Linked DNA regions of Mus musculus: all the other regions are linked to region 1. Evidence: chromatin contacts called from public HiChIP or PLAC-seq and promoter capture Hi-C data. All regions are on one chromosome and are shown on one strand. Each heading gives the region's core, a stretch centred on a gene start, on an enhancer-like site or on the middle of the called end of the contact. The rest is flanking DNA. Distances are from core to core; before and after follow the strand shown. Region 1 holds the start of Csf2rb (colony stimulating factor 2 receptor, beta, low-affinity (granulocyte-macrophage)). Region 2 overlaps Cyth4 (cytohesin 4). Region 3 overlaps Foxred2 (FAD-dependent oxidoreductase domain containing 2).

Region 1 (4,063 bases), core at 1,228-3,727:
TGGATAGCTTAGTCATATCTTACCAATGTTGTTCTGTGGGAAGTCCTTCTTAATGGCCTTTTGGGCTGCTAACTAGCTGTGTTCATTTTCACTTTGAGTTGAGATCTGAAATCGAGTGAGAATGGCTCCCTTGGGGCAAGGGCACATTTATCTGGGGACAGTCTGTGTTAAGAAAGCAATGGGTATTATATAAAGTAAGTAGCAGGAGGTTGGTGACAAGGACCCTATTGAGCCCTAGTGTGACACTGATCCCAAAGAGTAGTAGGTTGTCCAACAAGACATGTTGTTCCTGCTGTATGATCTGAGGATCAAGGATTTCTTGTCAGTTTTACATGTCCGGGGTGTCCCGTGTAGGTGGGGATGGTGGACATGACCATTTATGCATTGATTTCAAGGGCTGTCTGGGTGATGTGTCAATTTCCTCAAACAGTAAGATATTTGGAGAAATGGTTATGCAATGTGTGAGGAGATACTAATCTCTCTGAATTTCAAGGCCACATAGGAGGGTGGATCCAGTTATCAGACAGAGACCACCTGCCTTGTGTTAGTATCCCCTGTTCCATGAGAGCCTCTCATAGGTACCACACAATTCATACTCTGTGTCGTTTGCTGCCATGACTATGGCATAGCTACTGCACGGGGAGAAAGGGTTGACTAAGTACCTAATGAACACCATTGTGAACCAAAACACCTGCCGTGTGCCCCATGGATTGCACCCCTCGCGACAAGTCAGCCACCGAACTTCTTGACTTTCGTTTTCTGTTGAATAAAAGAAAATATGAAGTAAAACAAACCCATTGGTGTCTGGACATGAGGATCTGCAGTGTTGTGGATTAGAGGTATACGATTCGGGCACACTGATCTCTGAGAATAGAATCAGTCCAGAGGTTGGTGGAAGGTTTCTGTTCATCTGGAACTAACTGCTGTCCCCCTGCCCAGGGGCCCTCTCCTACTGTCTGGTCTCCTATCTCTGTAGCTCTGTATTGGGAGATAAGAAATTACCAGTGTATCACTGAAGCTACTTTTAAAAAAAATCTGACATTTCAATGCTTGTATTTTTATGCTTATTTGAATTTATTTACTATATTAAAATATCACTCATTTCTATGAAAGGGTTTTGGTGTCCCTTTAAATTTTGCCCTGAGAGAATGGCTCACTCCCCTCCTCTTTTTTTTTTTTTCCATTTTTTATTAGGTATTTCGCTCATTTACATTTGCAATGCTATACCAAAAGTCCCCCATAGCCACCCACCCCCTCTCCCCTACCCACCCACTCCCCTTTTATGGCCCTGGCGTTCCCCTGTACTGGGGCATATAAAGTTTGCGTGTCCAATGGGCCTCTCTTTCGAGTGATGGCCGACTAGGCCATCTTTTGATGCATATGCAGCTAGAGTCAAGAGCTCCGGGGTACTGGTTAGTTCATAATGTTGTTCCACCTATAGGGTTGCAGATCCCTTTAGCTTTTTTGGTACTTTCTCTAGCTCCTTCATTGGGGGCCATGTGATCCATCCAATAGCCGACTGTGAGCATCCACTTCTATGTTTGCTAGGCCCAGGCATACTCTGACAAGAGACAGCTATATCAGGGTCCTTTCAGCATAATCTTGCTAGTGTATGCAATGGTGTCAGCATTTGGAAGCTGATTATGGGATGGATCCCCGGATATGCTAGTGTCTACATGGTCCATCCTTTTATCTCAGCTCCAAACTTTGTCTCTGTAACTCCTTCCAAGGGTGTTTTATTCCCACTTCTAAGGAGGGGCATAGTGGTCACACTTCAGTCTTCATTTTTCTTGTCACTCCCCTCCTCTTAACCCCAGCAGCCTCAAGTTATTCATTTGTTCATTCATTCATTCATTCATTCATTCACTTTATACCCAGTCATGTGTTCCTCCTCTGGGCCATGGCTGGGCACTGGGGGAGGGGAACAGACACAAAACATCACTTGCTCTGAAGACAAGATGGGAAGAAAACAGGGACTCTAGGGCAGGACAGAAAAGGGAAAGCCAAAGCTGACAGCCAGGGATCAAGACTGCTCCCACTGCCTACTGACTGTTGTCAACTTAGGTTTTCCATGTCAATGGCATACCCTCAAAACCTTTCTGGTTTGTAGGTCCTTCTAGAAAAATACCCCAAGGTGTCTCAAGACTTGAAGAGGCCACCTGTAGCTGATTTGCATAAGGCCACATGCTAAGAAGTGGTGCCCTCAAGGTCCTCCCCAGCTCTGCCTGGCTCTGGGCACATGCTTGCAGGGAGGTGGTTATTGCCCTCTGTGTCTGCTTCCTCCAGAGGAGTCAGGGAGGGGTGTGGAGGAGACCATTTCAGGCTGAGACCTGAAGGGCACATGAGAGCTGACTGGGAGATGGTGGGGAGCGAGCTACTCTGGCAGAACTAAATGTCGTGAGTATTATCAGAGGCTAATGTCCACAATTCTGAGAATCAGGCGAAGCTGCTTGCGAAAGGGCACTGGCAACTTCCTCAATCTGCTCTCTGTTTCCTCCAGATGGGGCACAGATAAATAGGAAGAGCCTGCAACTCACTGGCACTTGGAGGCTCCCGAAGGAGGCTGCCTGTCGCCCAAGCACAGAGGTAAGTGGCTGGCTTCCTGATGCAGAGCTGAGGGTGGGCGCAAAGCAGGGGCTGTGGGGGTCTCCAGGGTGGAAAAGGACAGGATAAGACAGGGCTGGGGTAGCGTATTCCTCAGACTTGATCTCTCTAGAAAGACTAGGTCTCAGACTCCAAGTCAGTGAGTGGAGGAGGGGCACCCCGGAGCATTGGAGCTGGGAACAAAGTTAGAACTCTGGAAGAGGTACGGTTAGGATACGCTCTGGGGCTGTGGGACTCCGGGAGGACACAGCTTTATCACTGGAGGTCTGGTGGCAGGGAGGACTCCCCTAAAGCTCTATATCGGGCTAAGCACTGTGTTCCTTCTAACTTTGCCATCCATATGTTACTTAATTCCCTGTCCTGAGCTTCAGGTCACACATCTGTGGGACAGGGTGAGTGGGAGACATGGCTTCCTCTGTTTCAACTAGAAATGGAGGACAGAGAGAGGAGAAAGAGAGGGGGTAGAGAAAATTTACCTACAAGGATGACGAAGTGTTGGGGACAGAACCAGAGATGTAGAACCTCCCTTGGTACTGGGTGTAATTTGACAATCTTACTTGGGAAGTGCCCAGAGATATACCAGATCATCCAGCTCTGTTTTTCTCTTTCTCTGTCTCTGTCTCTGTCTCTGTCTCTGTCTCTCTGACTATCTCTTTCTCTCTCTATGTGTGTGTCTGTTTCTGTCTCTCCAACTCTGTCTCTCTCTCTTTCTTTGTCTCTCTCTGTCACAAACACACACACACGCACACGCACACGCACACGCGCACACGCACACACACACACACACACACACACCATACTGTGCTCTGAAATCACCACAGATGATTTGGGTCCAGATGTGTCGCTTCTGTACCTAGTGTGCCGGAAGGTAGGTGTCTCATCACATAGCTAGGGACCAGTCGCTCTCAGACAGGGACACAGACAGCCCCTCTGCTGACAGAGACCACTGTCATGTCTCACAGATCATAAACTAACCTGTCCATATATCCCACATGCTGTATTCCAGAGGTCATGCATATGTGCGACAGAAATCTCTGTGATCTGTTAAGCAAAGAATTTGCCTGAGGTTCAGGCCCCTGCCTCTGCTCACGCCCAGCACATAGGGCCTTTGAACCTGATCTGGCAATGGAAGGAAAAGGCACCTCCACTCACTTCTTTGTAGTGCAGCGTCTCCCCTTTCTCTACCTCTTTTTCAAAAGCCCTTATTTTTTTTAATTTATTTATTTTATTATATGTAAGTACACTGTAGCTGTTTTCAGACACTCCAGAAGAGTGAGTCAGATCTCATTACAAATGGTTGTTAGCCACCATATGGTTGTGAGATTTGAACTCAAGACCTTCACAAAAGCAGTCAGTGTTCTTAACTGCTGAGCCATCTTGCCAGCCCTCTTGAAAAGCTTTAAAAGAAAACTCCTTCTCTGTCAGCATGTGTTGAAATGCCACTTCAGACTGTATCCCG
Region 2 (3,960 bases), core at 923-3,422, 280 kb after region 1:
TCTCAGCTCTCCTCACACTCCCACACCTTCGTCTTTCTGAACAAGGCCCTACCTCCTCCTCCTCCAGGCTGCCTGAAACTTAGACACACATGCACACTTGATTCCACACGGGACCACCAGCACGGCTAGCATCCTATTGAGTACATACATACACGTGTCAGGCTCCTCCTCAGCCATCCCTGTGGTTACTTTCTGCTTAGATCTCTCCTTTGCCCCCTCACCCCCTTGACATGCACCCATGGCCCCAACATCTCCAAACTCTAGCTCTATGAAAACAGAACCCGGGCCTTGTTCATCCCTGACCCCTGGCCCCATAACTATAGCACTTAGGTCCTCAGTTAACACTAGTGAGGGTGTCCCTGTTATGCCTGTGGGTGGAAGCTAAGCCAAGATCCCTGGGGATAGGATCTGTCAGCCCTCAGAGCAAGGGGTCCCATGCCAGTTCTGATCCCTAGGAGTACCACATCTCAGTACCCCTCATCTTGTAGGGAGAGGGTGCTTGCCTCTTGGCCCATTTGCCCTGTTCACCTACTACCTGCAGGGAGGTACCAGGACAGAGCTACTCTCTGAGCAGTCCAGCAAATGTGGTTGGTGGGCAAGCTGGGTGAGGGGCCCTCCTCTGTACTGGGCAAGCCCTGGATGGAATTGGGAGCAGCAGAGACCTAGAATCTGCTCTGCAGGCCTGTGAATGCCCCATCGGCCGTGGCTGTTCCAATGAACTGCACAGCTCCTGAGAGGCCTGTGCTGCCCATGCACGGGGGCACCCATAGCACTCCACATATGACAGACAGGCGCTTACTGACAAGTGACTGGAAAGATGTGTTGCTGGACAAAAAGTGGGGTCCGTTGCCCTGGGTGGCCACGGAGAGCCACAGAGGAATTCTGACCAGGGAATAGCAGTGCCGTGCTGCTATGAGAAGCTGCCAGCCAGGTGGAGTGAGGGCCTGTTGGTGGGGACAGCGTGCAGGAGACTTCCTGATCACGTGGGCAGAAAAAGCAAGCTGGAACTAGGGTTGGGTGTGTGCACAGGGACTCCCACCCCTGAGACGAGGGCTGGTACATGCACAAGAGCCAAACAGAGGTACTGAGATCCCACTTTGAAGATAAAAAGGCCCAGAAAGGGGGTGGGGCCAAGAAGGCTGAGGGAGGACCCCTTAAGCAGAGTGGGGCCTCCAGGCTGACCCTTGTATGTGTGTCCACAGAAACTGAAGGATGAGATTGCAGATGTGTTTGCCCAAATCGACTGCTTTGAAAGCACCGAGGAGAGGTGAGGGACCTGGCCCGTGGGAAGACGATTCCTGGGCACTCCCTGTGTGCCATGGATGGTGGTGGGACCCAAGGAGATGCCTACAGCCCCATACGCACTGTCTGGACCACTCCCCATTGATTCTCAAACAACCCCAAGCTCTCACCTCTCCCCCCACAGCACTGCCTGCACATTACCGGTCAGAGGCTGCTAGAAGTGGATGGGCAAAAAACCCTGACCCTGACCCTGACCCTGGACAAGGGTGAGAGAGCTCTGGTATCTGGGCCTGGAGTAGGTCTGCAGGCCCACATCATTCCTCACACAAGAAAGTTCCTGCTGGCTCTTTGCTCTCAGGTTGGGCCGTCTTTCTGAGCCTCAGTATCCCCATTTGTGTAAGGAGAAGGTTGGGTTCCCACACAATCTCCTAGACCCAACCCTCTTGACATTGTCCTTGTAAAACCACAAATGACATTTGAGCTACAAATTGAAAAAAAAAGAATAAATCTTTTAACATTCTAAGTAAGTTATGTATTTGGTTGGCATTCATAGCTCTCCTGGGCAGATGCAGCCACTTGTAGCCAGCAGGCTGGACATGCCTGCTAGGACCCTAGGGCACTGAACTATTGAACTACACCTGGTTTGCCGGGAGCCCACCCAGCCTCCAAAGTCCCTGCTTCTCAAGCGACTCGTGTACATGCACATTCATGAATACACATGAACACACACACACACACACACACACACACACACACACACATGCCCTGCATGAGGGCAGCAGGTGGTTCTTGCAGAGAAGGAAACTGAGACCTGGGGGAGGGAAGAGAAATGAAAGAATCACTCTCGTGGCTTGGCTCAAGAGTATATATAGCAAGACTCATATTCAGGAACAGCCTCTGGGGCCCATGTTCTCACTGGTCCCACCATGCCCCTGTCTCCTCCCCAGGGTGCTCTGCTGGGCTCCCTGGAGGCCCAGAGTTCAGTGCTCAGCTTACAGCTTACCCTGCCCCTTGACACCTCTCAGCCTGTTCTTGCTCTCTCATGTGGTCCAGGGGCGGGGCTACACATGGAGTTCCAAGGGCATGCTGGCTCTCCTGAGGAAGGCCCCCTCGGGGCTTATGGGGGATGGTGGCATCCAGAGCCACCGTGTTGATGTGCCTCTGTTCACAGCCGGATGGCGCAGAAAGAGAAGGAGATGTGCATCGGGAGAAAGAAATTCAACATGGACCCTAATAAGGTACAAATCCAGGGGAGGGGACATAGACCCCCACCAAAGTGTGCATCTTGGTGACCACAGGAGGAGGACATGGGTCTCACCAAGGTGCCCAGAGGAGCTGTCTTCTGGGCACCTTTGTGGCTGACCCTGCAAACCACCCAACAGGGACAAGCCTTTGGTTCCCTGGCCTCTGTTCATTCCCTAACACCACAGCCCAAAGACTGGAAGGCTGTGAAGTCCCTGCCTGGGACCAATCCCCTTGCTTCTCTGGCTCCATGCCCTACTTTGGAATGGGCTTCATTGCCCATGGCTTCGGAGCCAGCCAGCAGCCCTTCCTTCTGCCAGGTGGCCATGGGTTTCCTCTCCACCAGGGACAGCCACAGGAGGAAGCCACACACCACACTAGGGCAAGAGTCCAAGCAGCCACAGAGAATGCCAAGCCCTGGCTGAGACTGCTTCGGCTGTGTATTCGCCTTTCACAGGCCCGAGCCCTAGACCACACTGCTCCACTTACCTGTCCTCTTACAAACAAGCACATACGTCGCCAGCTCTGGCCACAGGGTGCCCAGCGAAGCTGGCGTCAAAGTGCCAGAAGGTGGGGTACACCCTCCCACCCACTAGAGAAGAGCAGTGAAAGTCATTGCCATGGAAGCTGGCTACCTCCCAGGTGGGGTTCATGCAGTCACCTCCCTTTTTGTTTCAGCTGGTCTGTGTGACTTTTACACAATGAACGTAGATTGCTACTGCGGTGAAATGAAACTATTTAGAATAATAAGAGTGGGGCGCTAATAAAATGAGAGGCTGACTCACTGAGGCTTAGAACTGTGACTTTCAGCAACCACGGGAGGCTGCAGTCTAAGTGTGCCAGGCTGGAGGGACCCCGGGAAGCACTGCTTCACTTAGCTCCCTGAGCATGCCTCCAGAGATGGGGAGCTTACCACCTCCCAAAGGCGGCTCGAGAACACCATGTAGGGAACCCAAACACCAGGTCCCCCTCCTTATCCCCTCCTCCACCAGGTGCCTATGCTAGGGGGGGTTGCTCATGAATGCTGTGTCATCTCTAGGGCATCCAGTATCTCATTGAGCACAAGCTGCTGACCTCTGATGTCCAGGACATCGCCCAGTTCCTGTACAAGGGTGACGGTCTCAACAAGACAGCCATTGGCACCTACTTGGGGGAAAAGTAAGAGGATCCCCAGACAGGGAGCAGGAAGTGAGGGCGTAGGGGTGAACATACCACTCAGGATGAACAGTGCTTGGGAAGCCATCATGCTTAGGACTTGGGGTGAGCACTGGTTCCCAGGCTCTGGAATATTCATTCATTCACTCATGCATGCATGCATGCATTCACTCATTCATGCATGCATTCATTCATACATGCACGCATGCATGTTGTTTGTGCCTGGTGTGCTCTGAGCTCTCTTCCAAATGCTGTCCATATAAGACAAGATGGCCAAACCCCTGTCTTCAGGGACAGGTGCTTTCTGCATGGGAGAGAAAC
Region 3 (3,729 bases), core at 312-2,811, 380 kb before region 1:
TGAAAATGTGCTAGTTCTATTTAGAATAAGAAATTGCCTTGTATGCAGCTGCTGCAAAGTGCTGTGGTAAACTGCATCTTGCATGTGGGAACCCAGGAGAGGGGAAAAGAAATCCTCGGGGCACTGATAAATATCACATAAAACAAACAGACGTTGAATCTGTGCGGGAACACTTAACACATGGATACACTTTCATATTCTGACATCAAAGTGTTCTGCCAGCAATCACCAAATCTAACTGAGATTTCATTTTGGGATTCCCCAAAGTTAGTGGCCCCAAGCCCCTGGCTCTAAGTAGAGATTTGGCTATATGCACTCAGGCATTCACTGGGGGTCTTGGCCCACATCCTGCATGGTCTGGATGGGAACACATCCAGGGTACCAAACAAAGGTTGGGTGGGGATATGCCACTGGTCTTTTGTGGACTCTTGGAGCCTTGGGGAATGGGCAGGCAGTTTGAAGCTGAGGGCTCTTTTTTCTAGGCATTTCAGGGGTCTGTATGATCAAGGTTGGCTGCTCACAGACTATAGGAACTGCAGAGGTGATCAGCTCGGGCTCTGCTCTGTGGGTTAACCAAGATAGGACAGTACTTAGCTGATTAGGGCTGGCGTGTCACATAGTAGCAAGTCAGCTCCCAAGCTATCATTTCAAAGTAGACTCAGGATAAAGCAGGATGCTCTTTGACTGGCTGGAGTCGGTCTCTAGCTTGACTTGGAGAATGGTGTCAGACATTTGACAGCTGTTTGACATGTTCTCTCAATGATAGAAAAAGCACTGGACTCAAAACATCCGGGGGGGGGGGTTTCAAAGGACAAAAATATTGGCTTATTTCTGTCATTTTCTCTTCTAGATCATTTGAGTTCTTGTCCTAGGTCCCTCTTTGTATTTAGCCATCATTTCTGCCTTCCAACTTACCAATTCTCTCTTTACCTCTGTCTAATCCATTAACTCCTTATATCAAGCCTCTCACTTAATTTTCATTAAATTATTTCACAATTTCACAAGCATAATTTCCATTAGTTTTATCTGCCTCGTTTTCTCTAGCTCTTCATTACTTTTCTCCTGCCTTCTTTTTCCCTTTCCTTTTCCTGTGCTAGGCCTCAAACCCATGCATGCTAGCACTCTAACACTAAGATATACATCCCACCAACTGCCCTCTCAGAAACTTGGTTACCTGCATAAAAGCTACGCAGATCTGTGTCCAGACAGTTTTCCAAGAAGCGCCTCAATGGGAGGATGTGTCCTACTGGGGCTGTCCAGTCAGTCAGGAAGTCCTCCACGATGTGGTGGATGGCTGTAGGCCGAGGCAGGGGCCACTGTGCAGGACGGAACCGCATATCTTGCTCTGTAGGAGAAGGGAGGCATCAGGGCCTGGCCCTTCATGCTGGCACATCCCCCTTCTCTCATGATTGCCTTCCTGTGGTGGTTCTGCCAGGCTGTGGTCAGCTTGGCCACCAGCCACCTTCATGTAGCTGGAGGAAGAGGAACCAGAGCTGCTGCCTGTGGTTTCTGAGTGCTCACATGGACCAGTTAGCACATAGTGTTCATCTAGACTCACCCTGCCCTCTAAGCGCCTGCCCCATAGGCCACTAGACCAACACTGCCCATCCCTGGAAACCAGACTCTAGGAGGTGACCAATCCTAGTTGGCCAGTGTTCAGGCTGCCGACTACAGACCTGCACTCCCCATTCCCCACTTTCTGAAGCTGCCTCTGCCCTAGGGAACAATTCCCAGCTGAGTCACCTCTTTCTTTTCTGGGGACAAGGTCTCAAGTAGCCCGGGGTTGTTCTGCCTCTATTTCTCCTATGCTGAGATTACAGAGGGATATCTCAGTACACTCAGCTCTGAGACAGGAGCTCACTAGATAGTCTAGGCTGGCCTTGAGCTCATGGCAAACCTGCCCCAGCCTCCTTAGCCCTGGAGTAACAAGCACCTGTCTGGAGCACCCTCTTCAACCTGAGACCTTTAAGCTCTGAACTGAAAGGCTTGATACCTCGGCTGTGCCTTTGGGCCACCGGCAAATCGTGTGTCCCCTCCTGCAGTCCTACATGGACTGACCATCAACATCCCACTTTGTAGACCAGGAAGCAAGGCTCAGCAGGGTTAAGTAAAATGGCCAAGGTCAAAGCGATGTCAGTGCAGAAGTGTGAATTTGGCCTGGCGGTTCTGTACTGGGTTCTTGTCCTTGTCTGGTTTATTGTTACTGTTGTTTGTGTGGGCACACATGTCACAGAGCCTGTGTGGCGGTCAGAGGACAAATCTGAGCAGTCGGTTCTCTTCTTCTACCTTTGCGTGGGTTCCAGGGATTAAACCTAGGTCTTCAGGCTTCCATGGTAAGAGCCTCCAACCACTCAGTCATCTTACCCACCCTCATCCATTCTTCTTACAACTCACCTGCAGTACCTCCCCCCACTTTGAGACACCACAACATGACAGCACTCCTTTCACTACATAGTACCCAGAGACCATGTGTGGCTTACTCGGGTACCCCGCGTGCCCTCTGTCAGCTGCAGAAGTTCTGAATGTCCTTGTGGTGACTGCTCTATAGACAGAGGTGGTCCAGGAAGAGCCCTCTGAAGAGGCTGAGTGCAGGAAGGGTGGAGGGCAGCTTACCAGTGGGGAGGTGTCTGTAGTAGTAGATGACAGGGTGAAGGAAGTTAGACATCCAGGCATCTTCTATGTGTGCCACAGACCGGTCATAATAGAAGACATCCTTCTCAGGCCCAGAGAAGTTTTTGCCATATTCCATGTTGATGACAAAGAGCCCATGCCGTGCTGTCCTCCCTGTGAGCATCTCCAGCTGGGCCAGCATCTGCATAGGGAACTCCTCCAGGTACTCAAAGGCTGTGGCGTTCCTGCGGGTGGGACCCGGAGGCACTCAGGACCAGGGAGGGGTGCAGGTTCACCACAGGGGTAGTGCTGTGGACTGACCAGGAACCTTCCACCCTATAATACCACTGTGGCAGCTGTGCCTTCTGAAATATCTGGGGCAGGTTCCAGAGAGCTCTCTTCAACCTGAGAGCATGCTGGGGGCAAGGGTGTTCCAGGATGAGGGAAAGTGGGGGAGAAGCTGGTGTCTGTAGGTAGAGACGAGAGTAATGAGGTCAGGGAGGTCATGGGATTTGAGTAAAGGAGGTATGGGGTGAATGTACGTGTAAGTGGACGGAGAAGGGGAGCTGTCGGCCCCAGGGGCGTGGGGGGCAGGGACAACAGTATGACTATCCTTTTAAAAGGGTGGCTGGTGGCTACCGAGGGCAGAGTGACTGTGCTGGGAGGCCGCTGGGCCATTGTGGGTGTCAGGACTAGGATGCTGAGTGAGCCCTGGGTTCTGGCACGAGCCCCTGATCTAGGCAGCTCTGGCACTCACGGAAGGGGTGCTGAGGGCAAGGCAAGGAGGTATGCTGAGCTCCTGGCCTCCTCACATCCCTGAACTAGGGGTTGAGCAGCCGGGGCTTTGGATCAAGGGGTGTCCTGACTTAGGCGTCTTCCTGTGTCTCACCTGCCTGTCCTCTGTAAAGTCCTCCCTTGCTCTTTCCTGACACGTCCTGTACTGTATCCTTGGGCTCTGTTTGTCCTGTGATGTGCCAGTAATCATTTGATCTAAAAGGGCCAAGCAGGTCCTTGCCTGAGGGGACTCTTATCTTCACCCTTCAATGCTGCAAGGGAATTATGCTCATTTTGTAGACGAGGCAAGAAGTGCAGAGCTTAAATAACTCCCCCCAAACCATA

The links. Promoter capture Hi-C pulls out the DNA fragments that hold promoters and counts their contacts. HiChIP or PLAC-seq counts read pairs in DNA pulled down with a chosen protein or histone mark.
Region 2: a contact with region 1 is called in a promoter capture Hi-C map of pre-B cells, with 2.8 times the contacts expected there. The contact joins the enhancer-like site here to the promoter of Csf2rb in region 1. A contact is called at or near these places in 7 of 39 promoter capture datasets (the 3T3-L1 cell line, embryonic stem cells, hippocampal neurons and 3 more) and 1 of 484 Hi-C or Micro-C datasets (liver).
Region 3: an H3K4me3 HiChIP or PLAC-seq map of the 230-238 cell line shows a contact between it and region 1, with 6 times the contacts expected there. The contact joins the enhancer-like site here to the promoter of Csf2rb in region 1. A contact is called at or near these places in 1 of 39 promoter capture datasets (embryonic stem cells), 4 of 484 Hi-C or Micro-C datasets (cerebral cortex and embryonic stem cells) and 1 of 115 datasets of contacts at active chromatin or transcription factors (the 230-238 cell line).

Annotation. Positions count from the first base shown.
Region 1 is chr15:78,323,513-78,327,575 of GRCm38.p6, forward strand. It overlaps Csf2rb (colony stimulating factor 2 receptor, beta, low-affinity (granulocyte-macrophage)), which reads left to right and starts at 2,478. Exons shown (of 14, transcript NM_007780.4): 1 at 2,478-2,586.
Region 2 is chr15:78,603,434-78,607,393 of GRCm38.p6, forward strand. It overlaps Cyth4 (cytohesin 4), which reads left to right. Exons shown (of 13, transcript NM_028195.3): 3 at 1,203-1,267; 4 at 2,414-2,480; 5 at 3,524-3,642. Gm52186 (a long non-coding RNA gene) reads right to left here. Exons shown (of 4, transcript XR_003951538.1): 2 at 2,246-3,943; 3 at 1-2,053. Among named protein-coding and RNA genes, the nearest start is that of Gm52186, 4.4 kb to the right of the region's middle. Within about 2 kb of position 2,173, at least 50 of the 459 cell types and tissues checked have an H3K27ac peak or open chromatin away from gene starts, as enhancers often do. A contact at or near this core is called in pre-B cells, where this site is marked.
Region 3 is chr15:77,944,405-77,948,133 of GRCm38.p6, forward strand. It overlaps Foxred2 (FAD-dependent oxidoreductase domain containing 2), which reads right to left. Exons shown (of 9, transcript NM_001017983.2): 7 at 2,614-2,855; 8 at 1,175-1,345. Among named protein-coding and RNA genes, the nearest start is that of Foxred2, 10 kb to the right of the region's middle. Within about 2 kb of position 1,562, at least 90 of the 459 cell types and tissues checked have an H3K27ac peak or open chromatin away from gene starts, as enhancers often do. A contact at or near this core is called in the 230-238 cell line, where this site is marked.